Regions from separate parts of the Mus musculus genome. Here all the other regions are linked to region 2. Evidence: chromatin contacts called from public promoter capture Hi-C data. All regions are on one chromosome and are shown on one strand. Each heading gives the region's core, a stretch centred on a gene start, on an enhancer-like site or on the middle of the called end of the contact. The rest is flanking DNA. Distances are from core to core; before and after follow the strand shown.

What was found. Promoter capture Hi-C pulls out the DNA fragments that hold promoters and counts their contacts. Capture Hi-C pulls out chosen DNA fragments and counts their contacts.
Region 1: a promoter capture Hi-C map of pre-B cells shows a contact between it and region 2, with 4 times the contacts expected there. The contact joins the promoter of Nfe2l2 here to the promoter of Cir1 in region 2. A contact is called at or near these places in 1 of 39 promoter capture datasets (pre-B cells) and 1 of 115 datasets of contacts at active chromatin or transcription factors (astrocytes).
Region 3: a contact with region 2 is called in a promoter capture Hi-C map of liver, with 3 times the contacts expected there. The contact joins the promoter of Gorasp2 here to the promoter of Cir1 in region 2. A contact is called at or near these places in 1 of 39 promoter capture datasets (liver), 1 of 484 Hi-C or Micro-C datasets (CD4 T cells), 1 of 115 datasets of contacts at active chromatin or transcription factors (astrocytes) and 1 of 9 other capture datasets (liver).
Region 4: a promoter capture Hi-C map of adipose tissue shows a contact between it and region 2, with 2.7 times the contacts expected there. The contact joins the promoter of Hnrnpa3 here to the promoter of Cir1 in region 2. A contact is called at or near these places in 1 of 39 promoter capture datasets (pre-B cells) and 2 of 9 other capture datasets (adipose tissue and liver).
Region 5: a contact with region 2 is called in a promoter capture Hi-C map of liver, with 4 times the contacts expected there. The contact joins the promoter of Dcaf17 here to the promoter of Cir1 in region 2. A contact is called at or near these places in 3 of 39 promoter capture datasets (liver and pre-B cells).

What each region holds. Positions count from the first base shown.
Region 1 is chr2:75,703,175-75,706,383 of GRCm38.p6, reverse strand. It overlaps Nfe2l2 (nuclear factor, erythroid derived 2, like 2), which reads left to right and starts at 1,721. Exons shown (of 5, transcript NM_010902.4): 1 at 1,721-2,020. The coding sequence starts at 1,976.
Region 2 is chr2:73,310,762-73,313,951 of GRCm38.p6, reverse strand. Cir1 (corepressor interacting with RBPJ, 1) reads left to right here and starts at 1,360. Exons shown (of 10, transcript NM_025854.3): 1 at 1,360-1,535. The coding sequence starts at 1,464. Scrn3 (secernin 3) reads right to left here and starts at 1,300. Exons shown (of 8, transcript NM_029022.1): 1 at 1,239-1,300.
Region 3 is chr2:70,659,670-70,662,887 of GRCm38.p6, reverse strand. It overlaps Gorasp2 (golgi reassembly stacking protein 2), which reads right to left and starts at 1,379. Exons shown (of 10, transcript NM_027352.4): 1 at 1,128-1,379. The coding sequence starts at 1,190.
Region 4 is chr2:75,657,748-75,660,932 of GRCm38.p6, reverse strand. It overlaps Hnrnpa3 (heterogeneous nuclear ribonucleoprotein A3), which reads right to left and starts at 1,674. Exons shown (of 11, transcript NM_053263.1): 1 at 1,610-1,674. The coding sequence starts at 1,615. It overlaps Gm39859 (predicted gene, 39859), which reads left to right and starts at 1,996. Exons shown (of 3, transcript NR_166143.1): 1 at 1,996-2,143; 2 at 2,625-2,714.
Region 5 is chr2:71,053,945-71,057,577 of GRCm38.p6, reverse strand. It overlaps Dcaf17 (DDB1 and CUL4 associated factor 17), which reads right to left and starts at 1,834. Exons shown (of 14, transcript NM_001165980.1): 1 at 1,459-1,834; 2 at 980-1,083. The coding sequence starts at 1,584. Mettl8 (methyltransferase like 8) reads left to right here and starts at 1,972. Exons shown (of 10, transcript NM_145524.3): 1 at 1,972-2,207.

The DNA of each region.
Region 1 (3,209 bases), core at 472-2,971, 2.4 Mb before region 2:
AATTAGACCTCCAAATGTTAAGGGCCGTTAAGGGTTAAATTTTTTTTACTGCTGTTTCTGTTTTGCTGGAGAAGGAGATTCTGTTTGCATTCTGTTTGTGAGAGAACAAATGGCTGAGCATTGCATTCAGAAGTCCTGAGTCTCAGCTGGAGACCTAGCGCTAGGATCTGAGTAAGAGACCTTTCTTTGTCAGATTGTTGAATCTCTAACTGACCCCAGGCCCATAATAGGGTAGTGGTTTTTAAAATACATTTCAAGCCAGGCAGTGGTGGCGCAAACCTTTAGCCCCAGCACTTGGGAGGCAGAGGCAGGCAGATTTCTGAGTTCTAGGCCAGCCTGGTCTACAGAGTGAGTGTCAGGACAGCCAGGGCTACACAGAAAAACCCTGTCTTAAAAAACCAAAAAAAAAAAAAAAAATTCAAAAGAAGATATTTGTGTTCAAACATACTTAAAACAACAAAGAGAAAGATAAAAATACTCTGGGTTTTCAACTATTAACACATTAAAACATCCCTCGATTTTTTTTCTAAGCCCATATAACTATTTTAGAAATTGGATTTTTTTTCGGGGGCAGTTAAAGAAGTATGTTTGGGAATGAACGTTGTGAAAACAGTCACTACCACCACCACCACCACCAAACCCAAGTGGCAGAGTCTATGGTACAGTTCTCAGCCTGTGGAGAGCCACCCCAAGCATCTCAGATATTTTGCACATCCGATACTTACATTACAATTTATAGCAACAAAATTAGTTATGAAGTAGCAGCAAAAATACTTTTCTAGTTGGAGGTCACCACAACACGAACTATATTAAAGGGTCGCTGCATTACGACGGTTGAGAAACGCTGCTCTAAAAACAGCTTGAGAGGTGGGGCCTTATGAGATCATACCTCAAAATTCCCAAATAGAGTAAGTACGTGTAAAGGAACCCTGAGAGTCTTAGAATCCACTTCGGTGATTCTGTTAGAGCTGTGCCCGCTTGCTGGGCTCTGGGTGGATGAAGTGATACTGAGTGACCGCTTGGGCCCCGAGCCCAGGGCACGTGGGAGAAGTGGAGGGCCTTCGAGTAAGCGAGCACGAGTTTGCAGCGTGGACTCATCCATCTCCCTGGGGCAGAGGTGTTTGAGCACCAGCAACTGAATGGGACCTGGGGCCAGAGGGCAGTTGGCCTCTTGCAAAGTCCGGGTCCCAGCTCAGAGCCCTAACCCCGAAACTGGCGCCACAGTCAGCCGGTGGAGCGAGATAAAGCGGGCAAGGTTCTGCAGGTCCAAATCAGGGAGTGGCAGCTCCGATAGCAGCGCACGGGCCGGGGCTCCCGGTGTGCTTGCACCAACTGTTTAAACTGCTTCAAAGAGCCAGGGCTGGAGCGACCTTCGGCAAACAGCTGCTAATCTCTAGCAAGGGGGTGCTGTCCTACAGAGGACTGGGGGGGCCGAAGGCCTCCTGCTCGCGCTCCGCCCCCCGTGCGACTTCAGCCCACCTGACTCCGCCATGCCCCGGACAGCGAGAGGAGGATCAACAGTGGGGGGTCGAGGGGAACGCGGGAACTCCGGCCGGAAGCACTCAGGTCCATGCCCCGCCCTCGGGCTCTTGCTCCTTCCACTGGCCCCCGTCTTGTCCCCCCCTCCCCTTGCCCCGCCCTAGGCCTTTGCGGGGGGCCCTCGGGTCCTTGCCCTGCCCCTGTACGCGATTCCAAGCTCTTGCCCCGCCCCTTACCCCGCCTCCATGCCCTTGTCCTGCCTCTGGCCCTTGCCTCTTGCCCTAGCCTTTTCTCCGCCTCTAAGTTCTTGTCCCGTCCCTAGGTCCTTGTTCCGCCCCCAGGGGGCGGGGGCGGGGCGGACTAAGGCTGGCCTGCCACTCCAGCGAGCAGGCTATCTCCTAGTTCTCCGCTGCTCGGACTAGCCATTGCCGCCGCCTCACCTCTGCTGCAAGTAGCCTCGCCGTCGGGGAGCCCTACCACAGCGTCCGCCCTCAGCATGATGGACTTGGAGTTGCCACCGCCAGGACTACAGTCCCAGCAGGTGCTGCCCCAACCTTCGGGCCCCTGGGCTGTGCCAAGAAGCCGGCAGGAGCTCGAGGGGATAGTGGCTCCGGGAGGGAGGGACAGTCTGAGCCAGGACTACGACGGCAGGGCCTGGGAACTGCCCCGCCGAGCTGGGAGGGCAACGGAGGATGTTGGGGCCGCGACGAGAGTGGGGTCCGAGCCTGAGGTCTCCAGGGGCGGCGAGGTTGGGGTGTGGAGGAAGCTCTGACTTCGTGGGGCCAGGCAGAGACACCACCACCTCGCTGGGTGGGAGGCGCAGAGGCGGGAGGGGGGTGGATGCTGGCGGTCTAAACCGGCGCCGCCCGGCCTTTTCCGGGGCAGCGTAGTTTCCCTGATTCGGTGCCGGTAAAAATGTGCCTAGTCACGGGGCCGCGCTCGGGGGAGCTGAGGTCTCTCCTCGGCGTCCGCCCGAAGCCCTCCCCAACCCCCGTTCTACGACTTGGTGAGCTCGGCCGTCTACGGCCTCAGCCCGAGAGCTGGTCTGTAAGATCACGCCTGTCCGTCTTGATCCAGAAAAGCCCAGCCCTCCGGGGGCGGAGGAGAAAGTCACCGGGTGGCCCTCGTGCTCTGGCGCCCCGACGGGCGGCCTGCCGGCAGGGCTCCGCACGCTCCTTCAGCCTGGGAACCCGGGAATGGCCTCGCGCCGGGCGCAAGGACGTGCAGACCTGGGCGGCGGGCTCCGAGGTCCGAGTGGGCCCCATGCTGGGCTGTGTGTTCTGAGTATGGTGACCCGCGGGGCCCCACGTAGTGTGCGAGGCTGTGGCTTCTGGCTGGCTTACATCGGCCAGTTGGCAGTCACAGAGGCCCTCGGTTGGCCCTTTCCTGCTCTATAGCGTGCAAACCTCGCTGCTCTGGGGCCAAGGGACAAGTTGGAGCTGTTGATCAGTTGCGCAATTGTTATTTTCCCCTGGGCGGCTTTGTCTTTGGATTTAGCATTACAGAGTTGTAATACCAAAATGTATAAGGCAGGATATTCTGGTCCTTGCCGTCAAGGGTAAGAGTAATAGATTAGAATTTGTTGCTTTTTATACTGTTGCAGAAGTTTTGCTTTTAGACATTTATTTATTATCCCTCGCTTGTGTCCTTAATACATTTTTCTTTGCTGTTTGAGATTCTGCCTCAATTTTCTTAGCATGTTGCGCACTTTGAAGACAGCGAATGGGACG
Region 2 (3,190 bases), core at 111-2,610:
AAACAAACAGGAAGAACCAATTCTTAGCATAGTTTTATATGGGAGCATCCTAAATATTTTAAAACAAAATAAAAAATATAAATACAATAAATGTTTTATTGAAAGGAAAGCAAAGCAGGATATGATAGCCCACCTGCAATCTCAGGACTCGGCAGGATGAGCTAGAGTTTAAAGCTAGCCTATGTCTCAAAATGACTCAAGAAACAAGTTCACCATGGAACAAGTAAAGGGTCTTCTCCATCTCAAAGATGGGAAGACGTACCAGTTTTTCTTTTGTGTCGCCCCTCTAAATTTCTTGATCTCCTGCTTACTGTGCTCCAAAGTTAGCTACTCCAACACATAATTTAGGCAGGCTATTAATTCTCCTTTTTTCCAGGCCCGTCAGTATTAAAATAAATAAGTAAATAATTATTAAAACACCACCTAGAAGGTGAAAACCCAGCTTGGTGGTGCATGCCTGTAATTGAAGATTGAGCGTTACGTGGACCGCGCCACGAATAACACAAGATAAAAAAACAAAAAACTGGCACACAGCCAACACCCAAATGAAAGCTGACATCCGTTGTACCTTGGCATTCTTATCCTCACCAGACTAAGTGACTATCCTCAGTGGACTAAGCCTTGCTTACCCGAAACTGGGATGGCGGCAACAGCTAAGAAACCCGCACCCAGGGAGAAAGTCGTTGGCCCTAACATGTTCTCATCATTCACGATGTTTGCTGAGCAAACTTCTGCATGGCTAGAAATAACGGAAGGGAGCTGGGTGTAGTGGCGCAGGCCTTTAATCCCAGGCCTGGGAAGGCAAAGGCAGACGGATCTGTTAGTTCAAGGGCAACCAATGCTACATGGCGAGGTATACATAATGATAATAATAATAATAATAATATTATTATTATTATTATAATTATTATTAAACCTTAACAGTAATTGGAAAGGAAGAGCCTAGGTTCTTGAGCTTCTAACAGTCTATTCCCGTGCTTTTGGTAACACCAATCTTCCGAGGCTCACAAACGTCCTACAGTTGCCGGGAGACAACTTAATCTACATGGGAACTGCGCGGCAAAAGAAAATTTTTTTGCAACTGGAGTCGGCGTTGCCAGAAAGTGCTGGGCTCGAACCTCGAGACCTCGCTTGTTCGGGCTGACCGCGCTCGGATCGAAGCTGACGCAGCAGAGCCCGCCGCCGCTCGCGACCCCGCAGAGAGCGAGCATCGCGCACAGGGGGTTCCCCAAGCTTACCTCTGCTGCGCACGCGCGGACGCCGCCAAAGCCGCGGCAGCCACCAGAAGCGACTGCCGGAAGAGAGCAAGAGGGGCGGTGCCAAGCGTCAAACCACGGAAGTAGTCATCCTCCCGACCTCGGAAGTTCTCGCCCAAACTTGCCTAGCAGTTCCGGTGAAGCTCCGGGAGTTTGTTTACGTTCCGAGAAGACCTAGCGGTTGGCTTCTCCGACTCAGACGCCAAGATGGGGAAGTCATTCGCCAATTTCATGTGTAAGAAGGACTTCCATCCTGCGTCCAAATCCAACATCAAGAAGGTGAGTAAAGGCATCCGGAGAGGGCAGAGATTGCTAAGCTCCCTGGGAGGGTCGTATCCTCCTCACGGCTGGAGTCGTCGATCTTTCCCCCTTGCAGGAATGATCCCCCAAGTCCCGCCTGTCAGTCAGTGGGGAGACCCACGCATGGTTTGATAACACTGTCCGTTCAGGATCCGTCTCCTACAGCCCCAAGCCGGTGAACTCTGCTCTGGGTCGAGACTCCTGCTTAACGGAGATCTTCTGGCAGAAATCCTCCCTCTGCTCACTCTCCATCCCGTAGTGTGTTTCTGATGGCTGCGTTCAAGTTGAGCGTTTTAAACAATCACAGGGCAACCAGTTGCTGGACACAGAAGGGCCGTGGCGAGAATTACAGCGCCAAAGAATGGCGACGGGAGAGTGCTTGGGCTTTGGATTCTTAGTTCAGTACAGTTACATGTAGCCCTGAGGCCTCGCACAAAATAGTCAATGATGTGAGCATTAGCCTCGTACACTGTTGATCAAGAATTATCAGTGTCAGTTGCCCTAGTTTGTAAAAATTTTAGGGAGATTAGATGAGATAGTATGGCCAATGACTAGAAACTCGAAATGAAGGCTTAGCACTGTGTGTTAAGAAAAGTACTCAAGTACTCAAAAGTACACAAACTTATGAGAATATATTTCGCTTTTGTTTCCAAACCAGTTGTGGGTCCTGTATATTACCATACATCTAAAGAATGTATATATTAGCATGCATGTACATTAGGATATCTGTGGAAGAAAGTGCAAGAAATGCTAACACTGGTTATCTGCAAATATAGTTACTTAGGTTTTTAAGTCCCTTGGGAGTGGGGAGGGCTTGCCAGATCTCAGCCTTACTCCTTGACCCCAAAAGTCTTGTTCTGTTTATTTTGTAGTACTCCTAATCCCCACGAGTGTATTTCTTTATGTGTTTCATAGCCTCTATTTGAGGTGGGATCTCCTGCAGTCTAAGCTGGCTTCAAACTTGCTGTCTAGGGAGGATAGCCCTGAACTCCTTGTCCTTCTGCCTCCAACCCCCTGCCCCCACCCCCAACCCCCACCCCCGCATGCTGGGATTACAGGTGGAAGCCACTGCAATCAACTACCACTTCTCCTAGGTCATAAAGTAGTTTATAATATGCAGGAGAAGCATTGTGAGCACTTTGACAATGGAGCTGCATCTTATTTTTAATTCAGTTACTGGAATTGAGTCTTGAGCAGTCGAGACTAATGAAAATAACTGTACAGTCTAAAGCTTGAGATACACGGTAATTTTTCTGTTTTGGTTGGGGTCTTACTGTGTAGTTCTGACTGGTCTGGAATACTTAGTAGTCCTACCTCAGCCTCTTGAGTTCTAGGATTATGGACATGGGCCAACACACTCAGCTAAACACAGTGAAAACAGCTAAAGGGCAGGTGCCATCCTGGAAGAAGCCAGGGAACTCTATCCACAATGCTCAGGTCCAAGACACCCGTCTTCTCTTCTAAGTGCTGTGAGCATCTTTTCATTTCAGTGTATTAGATGTGTTTCATTATAGAAGACAAGTGGGCTGGAGGGCTGTCAAAATTGCTAGTGGCTAAAACACTTGTTGCACAAGTGTAAGGATCAGAGTTTGGATCCACCATCCCTTGGTAATCCTAGCCTTCATGAAAAGAAG
Region 3 (3,218 bases), core at 130-2,629, 2.7 Mb after region 2:
TGTCTTACTAGGTTTCCCTGGGTGTTTATTATAATAAAAATACTGCAGCTCCCTAAGGGTTCATGGCCACACTCAGAATCTGCAAGTAACAGGATAATACACCTCACATGAGTCAACTCAGAATCAGACCAGATGAAAAAGCATCGCCATTAATTTTCCTACGAACCCGGGATGAAGCAGTTCTTTCTCCTGTGTTTCCTATTAGTGTGGGATTTAGGAGTTTGGTTAGCTGAAGGAAATAGGAAAGTAATATGGCATATGAAGAAACACCCTGGAAAAACAAGGGCTTCAAAAGTCTCTTTTGAGTGGAATGGAGAGACAACCACAATCCCGACAACCAGGTGACCAATCACAGTCCTATCGTTCAGGTATCTGGGCTATTTTAAAACGTTATCTCATTCAGAACATGCGACCCAGGGCAGAAAATGAAGGTAAGCAAGCACACTCTCAGAGAAGATTGTCCCTAAATGGCGATGCAGACTGAGGCCACTCTGTTCACAGCCCATGTTAGCACTCACACAGGTGTCACCACATTCCTGGTTCCACGAGGAAAGGACCGTTCACAGGCGGATGTGTCTTTGACCCCTGGTGTCTGGCGCTGCGTTTCCTCATCAAGCCTGGCTATTTTGGAAACTCTCCTCCGCGGACCTAAACCTCAATCTCCCCGACTATTTCATCTTAGAAAGAAGAACGGAAGTTCCTCTCCTCCAGGAAATGTTGGAGAGATCTGGAAGGGTCAGGAGCGACCCGGAACGGAAAAGTCCTATCAAAAATCAACTAAATTTAAGTCTGTCAAATCTAGCCCGAGGCCGTTCGTGCTCCTTTCCCTGTCCAGGTGGCCCTTGCAAGCATCCAGGGGTAGCCGAGATGAACCGACACCGGTCGTGACATCTCCGCTTAGCCTGTGGCTCCGTCACCCTCCCCGAGAACACAGGTACGGGTTCCGGCTCCTTCTGGAGGCGGCGCCCCTTGCTCTTCCTAACTCTGAAGCTCAGGCCAGTGCGCGGCGAGGCCGTGCGGAGGGCCAGGAGCCAGGGTGGTGGGTCCCGGGCCACGTCGCCGGCAGCCGCGCCCAGGGTGCTCCGCGGACTCGGGCCTGGCCGCCCCGGCGTCCCCCCGGGCCTTACCCGCAAAACGTGGTAGCCCTCGGTGCCGCCGCCCGGGATCTCGACGCTCTGCGAGGAGCCCATGGCGGCGGGCGATCCGTACGACCCGGCCGGCTCAGCGCTGCTCCGCCTCGCGCACCGCCCGCTTGGCGACTCCGCGTAGCTCTTGGGACGTGGCACTTGCAGCAGCCCGAGCCGGGCCGCACAGCCCGCCGGGAGATCGTCGCCCGGCAGCCACGGCCGCTGCCACGCCGCAGACAGCGCCCCCTGACGGGAGCCGGAGGGAACGATCGGAAGAGCGCAGCGGGCGGAGGCAGGGAGCGCGAGAAAGCGGAAAGACAGCCCGGAACGCGACGGCTCGCTACGGGGCCCCGGAGCAGACAAGACTTATCTCGGCGCGTTTCTACCTTCGCAGAAGGGTATTTGGTCGCAGCGCCTCCTGGTGACCAGAGGCCAGAGAGGAAGGGAGCAGATGCCGAGCACGCCTGGCGCTTGCTTTGTTTTAGGTCTTGTTTAATAAGATTGTATACCTGAGGATAGTTCACAGTGCCTTTCTGGGGTTGGAATATCAGGTATTCTCAGCTCACGTTTATAAAGAGCAGTGTTCCCTGAAATAAAAGCGGTTACTGTTTTGTTGTTTTTCTTCTCGTCCTGATAGAACACTACGGAGCTACGCAGGAGCGAGGGGCAGGGGTTGGATTTCCTTGGAATTTTGCCTGTTGCCCCACTGCACCCCTCTCAGTGTTCCCTGCCCCGTCTCCTCCCCATGCTATAGTTTGACTTTCAGTAATGGTGTCCCATCCAGGTGTTGACTGTCTTTGGTGTTTTGCAGTGTGAGCTATTATTAAGGGTTCTGAAGTATTCTAGTCCCAAATGGTTTTTCATAGTTAACCCAACACGCCACCAGTTAGATAGTCTAGTTTAAAGGATAGGTAGAGGAGCAAATGAGTGGTGCTCTAAAGAGCCAGGGGAATACAGTACGGGGACCTTTCTTCCCGACAGCTGACCAGTTCGCCATATGGAATCAGAATCATATGAAATTAAGAAGACTGGACTGAAAGAGATACCCATAGACAAAACTAAGAAATACCAGGAAGAGCTTGCATTGGGATCTGGAGTGAAGCCCAGAGGTTTCATAGTCCCTAGCCTGTGGAGGTGGAGGAACCTTGAAGGGATGGACCTTGTAGAAGGAAGTTGGAGTCTGTCCTTAAAGTAGGGAGTAGAACCCTGCCGCTTACTTTCTCTCTTTGCCTCACAGCTGCCCCGAGATGAACAGCTTTGCCAAAATAATGGAGCCAACAGCTATGGACTGAAACTACAAGCCAAACAAATCTTTCTTTCTCCTTTAAGTCGTTTTTTTGTCATTGACAAAAAGCTAACAGAAGGCCAATCTGAAAAAATTCCTAGGGCTGAAGAGGAAGGAGGCTTACGGGTTAAAAGTGTTGGCTGCTCAGTCATGTCAATGGGAATTCAGATCCCAGCACCGACAATAGACTGTCTATAATGCTTATAGCTTCAGCTCGAAGGGATCTAGCACCCTCTTCCAGCCTCAGTGTAGACACACACACACACACACACACACACACACACACACACAGAGAGAGAGAGAGAGAGAGAGAGAGAGAGAGAGAGAGAGAGAGAGCTGGGATCTTGCTGTGTTCTCCTGACTAGTCTTAAATCCCTGATTCCCAGTGACTCTCCTGCCTCAGCCTTCTGAGTAGCTGAGATATGCCACTGTGCCTGGCTTGTAAATGGCATTTTTGGTGCAATTGGAGAAACTTGAATATGGTTGCTAGAATATTAGATTTAGGAGAAGACTATTTCTTTTAATGAAAAGGAAGATAATTACTGAGGTAGGGAGCTAGTTAGAAGACAGACTGAGCCTATAGGCATATAAAATGATTTTTTAAAAATAAAGTATACATTAGTGCATTCCTCCACATAGGACTGTCTGGGATGATAAGAGAAGGGGCTATACTATGGACTTCTGAGTGGTAACTATGTATTTATCTTGGGTTCTTATGTATTCTATACTGCTCAAGGACCTGCCTTTTTATAACAATTTTTGTTTAAAAATTGAAAATAAATTACCACGTCTCTCTTTGCTGCTAA
Region 4 (3,185 bases), core at 425-2,924, 2.3 Mb before region 2:
AGGCATATCCCACAAAACACAGCCAAGACTTAACCCCGTGATACCTTGTGGGGGTTAAAAGGGTGGGTGAGGGTTTTGAGGCTGGCTCTCAAGGAAAGGCAGGCTAAGCTAGCCTTGAACTTGAGGCAGTCCTACCTTAGCCTTTCAAATACTAGGGTAACAGGTGTGCACGCACCATTCACACCTGGTTCCACTACTTAGCTTTCTGTAATCAATTTACCTTGGTTATACCCACTTACATCATATAGTTTCAAGTTATTTCGAATGCGATCCTTACATTCACAAGCGTGTAATTTGGATTTACAAGGTATAGCATATACCGCCTGACCAGAGGAATTAGAAACAAAACCGTAACTGAGAGACTTAGAAAATATCTAGCCTGTGGTTTTCTTTTTGAAGATTTTACTTTCGAGTGAACCGCTTTTAATGAACGCATTAAGACAATTCAACACAAGCCCTTAAAGGGGGCTCACTTTCTTCCATCTTCTGGAAATATTAGTTAGAACATTCAATATGCAGACAGCCACATACCAGAAACCCAACTACCCAAATTCACGTAAAACCCCTTTATTCAAGCCTCGCATAAATGAATTTGACAATACACAAAAAGCATCTCTATACACACAAAATTCTCGTAATCGTGGTATTTTCTAGTGTGGTCGCAGTTCTCTAAAACCAAAATCCAGGAAAACCAAAATCCGGGCCAATCCGAAGTATGAGAAATTAGATCAATAAAAATATTAAGCTCCAAGTAAACACATCTACACTCAAACCCCCGAAATGGTTAAGACTTCAACCACAGGACGCTGTAAATACTCTCATTCCAAATACTTGAGCACAAGCAGCGGGTTAGGAAGCACCTTAAAGCAGCAAGCTTTTCAGTAATGTATCCCCAAATGAGCGCTGAGAAAATCCGGCCCGAGTATTGCGCGGATTGTCATCACCCAGAAGGCCCGCCAAGGCCTAGATCCACGTCGGGAGCACCCCAGCGGAAAGCACCGCGCCCGGAGCCTGGAGGCCATCTGCGGCAGAAACGCCGGGCCGCCTCCCGCCGTCCCCTCCAATCCCCGCGCACTCCTTCTTGGCGGCGTAGCCAGGCGGCGGCCATTGCGGGCCACTGCGCCATTTCGTAACGCGGCGGCGGCGGATCAATGTCAATGCGGCCGCCGCCCGCCTGCTCGCTCGCCCGGATGTGCTCCTCCCCTCCCCCACCGCCTCCTCCCAACCGCTCCCGCGGAGGCCCGCCATGCCGCCCGCGGCCTCGCTAAGTCAGGCCGCGCAGCCCGAGGGCATCCTCGCCCGGCTGCCGAGCCACTCCCCGGCCCCGCCGCGTCTTCGAGGGCTGCCGGTGCGGCCGACCGAGAGGACCAGGCCGACGGAGGGCCCGGAGGAGGCCACCCGGCCCGCTCCCCTCCCCCTCCCACCGCCCTCAGCGCAAAGCGCGGGACGATCGTCCCGGTCTCCCCGGCCTCCCCACTCCCATCGAGCCAAAGCCCCCCCATGCCGGCAACTACCCAGCAACCCCCCGCTCTCCCCCTAATACCTCCTCCCCCCGGCGGCGGCGGCGACGGCCGGAGTCAGGCTGGGGGCGACCGGGCGGCGGTTTTACCTCCATTTTGAGACCGGACTCGCCTCTTCCAACTCGAGTTCAATATGGGACCGAGAGGAAGAGGCGGGGCCAGTCACCACGTGATGTGCTATCCGCGCGCCGCCCGCCCACTGGGGGCGGAGTCATGAGAAAGCGGAGCGCGACTGGTCCACCGCGTTGGCGGGCCGAGGGTGGAGAGCGGGGATTGGGCCGCCGGCGGGAGCGCGCGCGCCTCGCCAACTTCCAACGCAGCGCCGCCTTCGCCGCGGTTCGCGCCCGGCAGCGACGCTTACGTCAGCGGCAGCTCGACCAATGGCGAGAGCCCACGTCGGGAGAAAGCCGCGTGACCGCGCGTCAGCTTAGAGAAAGGCCTTTCCCTTTCTTCTGGCCCCTCTCGCCCCTCCCCCGCGCGCCTGCGGGTCTCCATTTCCGAGTTCACCTCCATTCCAGAGCCAAATGGAAAGTCACGCTTTTCTGACTTGAGACTTAAGGTTGTAAGAAAGCCAGTTGACCATCTTCGCCTCCCTCGCGGCTTTCTAAATGTCGAGAGCCCAGGTTTGGAAAAATGTGACTGCGCCGCCTTCCTGGGAGACCCACACTGCAAGTCGCAGTCGGGGCACGTCTCACGGACCGCAAAACGCGGCTGAGTTACTGCGGTTTTCACCTTAGCAGCTTGCACATTTACAAATTAAGACAGTCTGGGAGGAAGAAGCAGAGCCACTTGGGTATAGAATTGAGAGAATGGAACGATTTCCAACGTTTCCAAAAGGCTTCTGGCCATATAGGCCCTCTACCTGTTGGCTAGAGATTTGTTTCTTATTTAAAGTGGTCATCAGTTTCGAGTTTTAGTGTGCAGTATATGAACGAAATAAGTCGAATCGTTTATTTGCTTAGCAAAGGGATTTGGAACGATTTGGGTTTTTAATCAAATAAAAGCAAACATAGGATTAGGTAGTCTCGAAACACCCACTGTAACGAAGAATGATACCCCGGATTCTAATAGTATGTAAACGCAAACACTGTTTTTATTCTGTAGAAGTCCAGCATGCTGGGGTCTCCCGTTACCAAGATAGAGCCTGAAGTGAGCCCGCAGGACCAATTTAAAGCACCTTAGTGGAATCCTGGGGTAGGTGGGCTTTGTCTTACTCTGTCTCTAGGTATTCCAGAACCATACTAGGGTATGGTGCCTGGAAACTGGCTGAGGAATCTGGGGTGGGGGGTGGTAGGCTGTGTCTTATGCTATCTCGAAGGACATTCCATTACTGGGGCGTGGGGGCTGGCTGGGAACTGCTGACCCATTGTCCTTGTTTCAGGCCAGGTGGTGGGGCAGTTTCTAATTAGCTGCCTGAAGCCTGGGTTTTTAGACCTCGTCTCCTTAGCTGCTAATTTGAAGCCTGTCGTGGACTTAGCCTAGCCTTCTCACAATAACAACTGTAAATTAAAAGTCTACAGATTTGCTAGTCGTGGTATGTGTCACCTCTAGGCTACTCTGAAGGCAGAGGCCCATGCCTCTCTAGCTGGCTATGTGGAGTTTCAGGGAGCCAGTGCTATAGAGTGAGACCCTGTCTCAAAAGAAAAAAAAAATCTGCAGATCTCA
Region 5 (3,633 bases), core at 585-3,084, 2.3 Mb after region 2:
AGATTCACCAGCACTAAAGGCTAATAAATTGTAGGTTGGGCGATTTGCCAAAGAACCAAAAAAAAAAAAAAAAAAAAAAGATACCTCCTGGAGTCAAGGCAAACCTCAAAAATCACTAGTCTCTCTGACTTCCAGTTTCTGATCCCACAAGAAAAGAACTTAGGCGTTATTAATCACTTCTGAGATAGTTCCAGCTGGTGCCCTGCAAGCATGAGGACCGGAATTTAGATCCCCAATACTCATGGTTTTCCTAGAGTTGTGGAGGTGGAGACAGGCAAATTCATAGCACTTGCTGACCAGGCTGTCTACAGGTATTCTAGCTTCCCAGTCCAGTGAAAGGAGAACCTATCTCAACAAGGTGATTTGCTCCGGAGGAACAACACCACTGAAGCTTGGCACACAGAAAAATGCCCATAATTCTTACAGATGCAAAGTGAAAGATAAAGAGCGGCAATTCCATAATCCCTTAATCCAGGTGACGGGCATGGAAGCATCAATTCACTGTGTCGTTCTCTTCAGTCTGACCTTGAATGGATGGAGGCTGGCTGTTAAATACTATTTATCTACAAATACTATACTTTTGTTTGAACATTTTTTTTCTCTTGGGAAAAAAAAAAAAGTACTTCTAAAACAAAATGCCTGTCTCCTAAGCAGCATCTAATTATTTCACAACCCATTTTCTGGACTCTGATCTTTAAATGGGTATAAAACAGCAAACTGTGCTGAGAAACGTATTATTTTGCCTGTGCTATAATTTTGTGTGAAATAAAAGTATTTACAAAGATGAAGTCCGAAACTTTAGACTTAACGAGTTTTTAAGATCACATGCATTTTCCACCTAGTTTTATTATGGACTCATTTTTTTTTTTTTTTTCATCTTCCAATTTCACTAAGTACTAAAGAAGCCACGTGGTTCTATAAAAACTAGGGTCAGGTGGATTATAGCAAAAAAAAAAAAAAATCATCACCAAGAATTTACCTGCTGACACAGCACCGGTAATTGTCAAAATATATTCTTCCTCTCTCATAGGCTATAGGTGACTTGGAATGAGTTGTCCAAACATTCTTAAATTTAGTACTCTCCTGAAAGACACAAAGAATTTCAGTTTAGGAAAGAACTCAGTCCCCTGCTATGGAACCATTTTCGGTGGGTAGTTGAAATCTACAGTTTTAAAGTACATTGTTTCTCCTTTTTTTTTTTTTTTTTTCTCCCTCTGCCCATAGATGTCGGTTTAGTTGGATGCCCAAGTTTTGAATCGATTGTTTGCAGGAAGGCAAAAGAAGCTTTTTAAAAACTACGCCAGGCGGCGGACCTGAGTACCTATTTTCTAATACCCTAATTGCGGGACACGGATGCCCCTCCCCACGTAAGACCCTCAAAGGGGTATCAGAGCGCGTAAAAAACTGCAGCCCGGCAGGAGGTTGGACCCCGGGCACCCCGACTTCGGCGGGCGTCACCTGGCACACCAGCGCCCGCAGGATGCCCAGGTTCGTCCTCTGCACCACGCCTGCGTCGCGTGCATAGAAGCCCAGAGCCCGGCGACTCAGCCTGCGGCACACATTGGCCTTCCGGGTCCGGCCCATGGAGACTAGGGGTCCGCAGGGCCCAGGAGGGGCGCGCCCCTCACTTCCGCGAGGGGTGGCAGCCGCCACCTGCGAACCTCAAAGGAAGGCTGACGCGGGACCCCGCGCTGGGGACTCGGGGCAGAGATCAAGAGGTAGCGACACACGGATTTGACGCAAAGGAACAGAATCAACGGCGCCTTCCTGGCCCTTCTTTCTGCTCTCGGGATTAACGCTGCACCTCGCGGCCCTCCGTATCCACTCCCTCTCCCGGAAATGTAGTCCCCTTGGCCTTTTCCGCCCCTATGGCTTCTTTTTCAGAACTACAATTCCCGTCAGGCAGAGCGAGGGCTGGCCTGGCCCCGCCCCACCCCTCCCTGCCCCTAGCCCGCCTCTCCTGGCCCTAATAGGCTGCGCCGTAGGGCTGCGCAGTGGGTCGGGTAGCCTTCCGGGCTGCACGCGGTAAACCTGGATAGCTTTGGTGGGTGCTGTGCAGCCACCTGGTGGTGTCGCTTCACCTGTGTGTCCCAGGAAGCAGTCCCTTTCTGCCCTGGTCGTGGGACGACTGCCAACCCCTCCTTTGGCCCTGCAAGGCTCTGGCCACGCGTCCAGAGGGGCGTTGTGGCCAGTGGGACCCTCCAAAGGTACGCCCCGTGGCTTTCCCTCAGCCGCACTTGGGACGTTGTGGATGAGGTTGACTTCAACATTTAGTTGTGTAACCACTATGCTTTTGTATGGTAATTAGTGGTGAAAGTTGCTGTTTTTCCCATCAAAGTAGGATTGAATTTCTCCTTCCCAAAGGCTCGTCCTTGTGTGGCCAGCGGGGACCCTGACTGGTTTTGTGGTAATTGCTGTGTTTTCTTCCTCCTTCCATTTTTCCCCCTTATAGGGAATAAAATATGAAATGTTTGCATTCTTATTGAACTGCCTAAGATAATCCAGGTTGACTTCTCTAAGTAAAAAATAACATTCTCTGTGAACTAGCTCAGCCTGCGTGTTCAAAATTACTAACATACTAAAAATTTCCGTAACTGTATACCAAATGCGACCCGTAACCTCATTGTAAACCCCTTTAGTGTGGTGTCTGCATCTCCCACATAGACTTAATAGACTTGGCATGCCACTCCGTGATCTTAAGTGCTTAAAGAAAAAGTCAGTAAGCACACCAGCTTTCTGATCGACAGAAGTACAGTACAGGATGGATGTGCTGGATCAAACGTTAGCCGTTTCATTTTGTTGTTTTAAATGGAAAACTCTTATACCCTTGATGCATTTCCTTCGGGGTCTGGCTTTTTTGTTTGTTTGTTTGGTTGTTTTGTTGGAGGTTTTTTTTTTCCCCCCCTGATATTTCATGACCTGCTTATAGCATACGGTGGAGTGAGTGCTTTGTATATTTTTAGAAAGCTCCACAATAGTTAATTTGGTCATTCATGAATGCAGCTGTCACTGAAATGCTGGAACCCAGAAAAATATAGCTGGATTTTCTTTGGCTGAAGCGAAATGCAAATCATTGCTGAATTGCACTCATCATTTCCTTTTTGTCTTTCTTGTCGCAGCTCTTGTCTTTCTGTGCTCTCCCACCATGGCTGAGCTTTGGTTTCTGTGCTTGTTTTTCACATGACTTCTAAGATGCCACTATGCTCCACTATTACCACAAAAACAGTAGCAAGTAGTGGGCATATTGTGATCATACCTTCCGCGCATTCACTTTAACATATTAAGTCCCAACAACTGGATGCAGACCACCCATTCAGACATGAGGGCCATGCCCCTCACTTGCTGCTCTACTGTAATGGCGCTGTCTTTCTTGGTTTGGACCAAAGTCCCCCCAGTTTCTCCCAGGTCTGAATGCTTAACCTCTGGAAACTCTGTGCGCTTGAGAAGACTGTTTACTTGCTTCTCCTTCACGTCCACTCTTACCAGGGTGGTACTTCAAGGCCAGTTGCCTCTCAGTGTTTTTCAGGTTTTTCCACGAGGCATCAAGCTTGGCCCCTAAATCATCATAGTAAGTGGTTTCTTTCCTCACAGTCGACAGCCAGTGAGCTGGCTGAGGGACTGCACAATATTCAC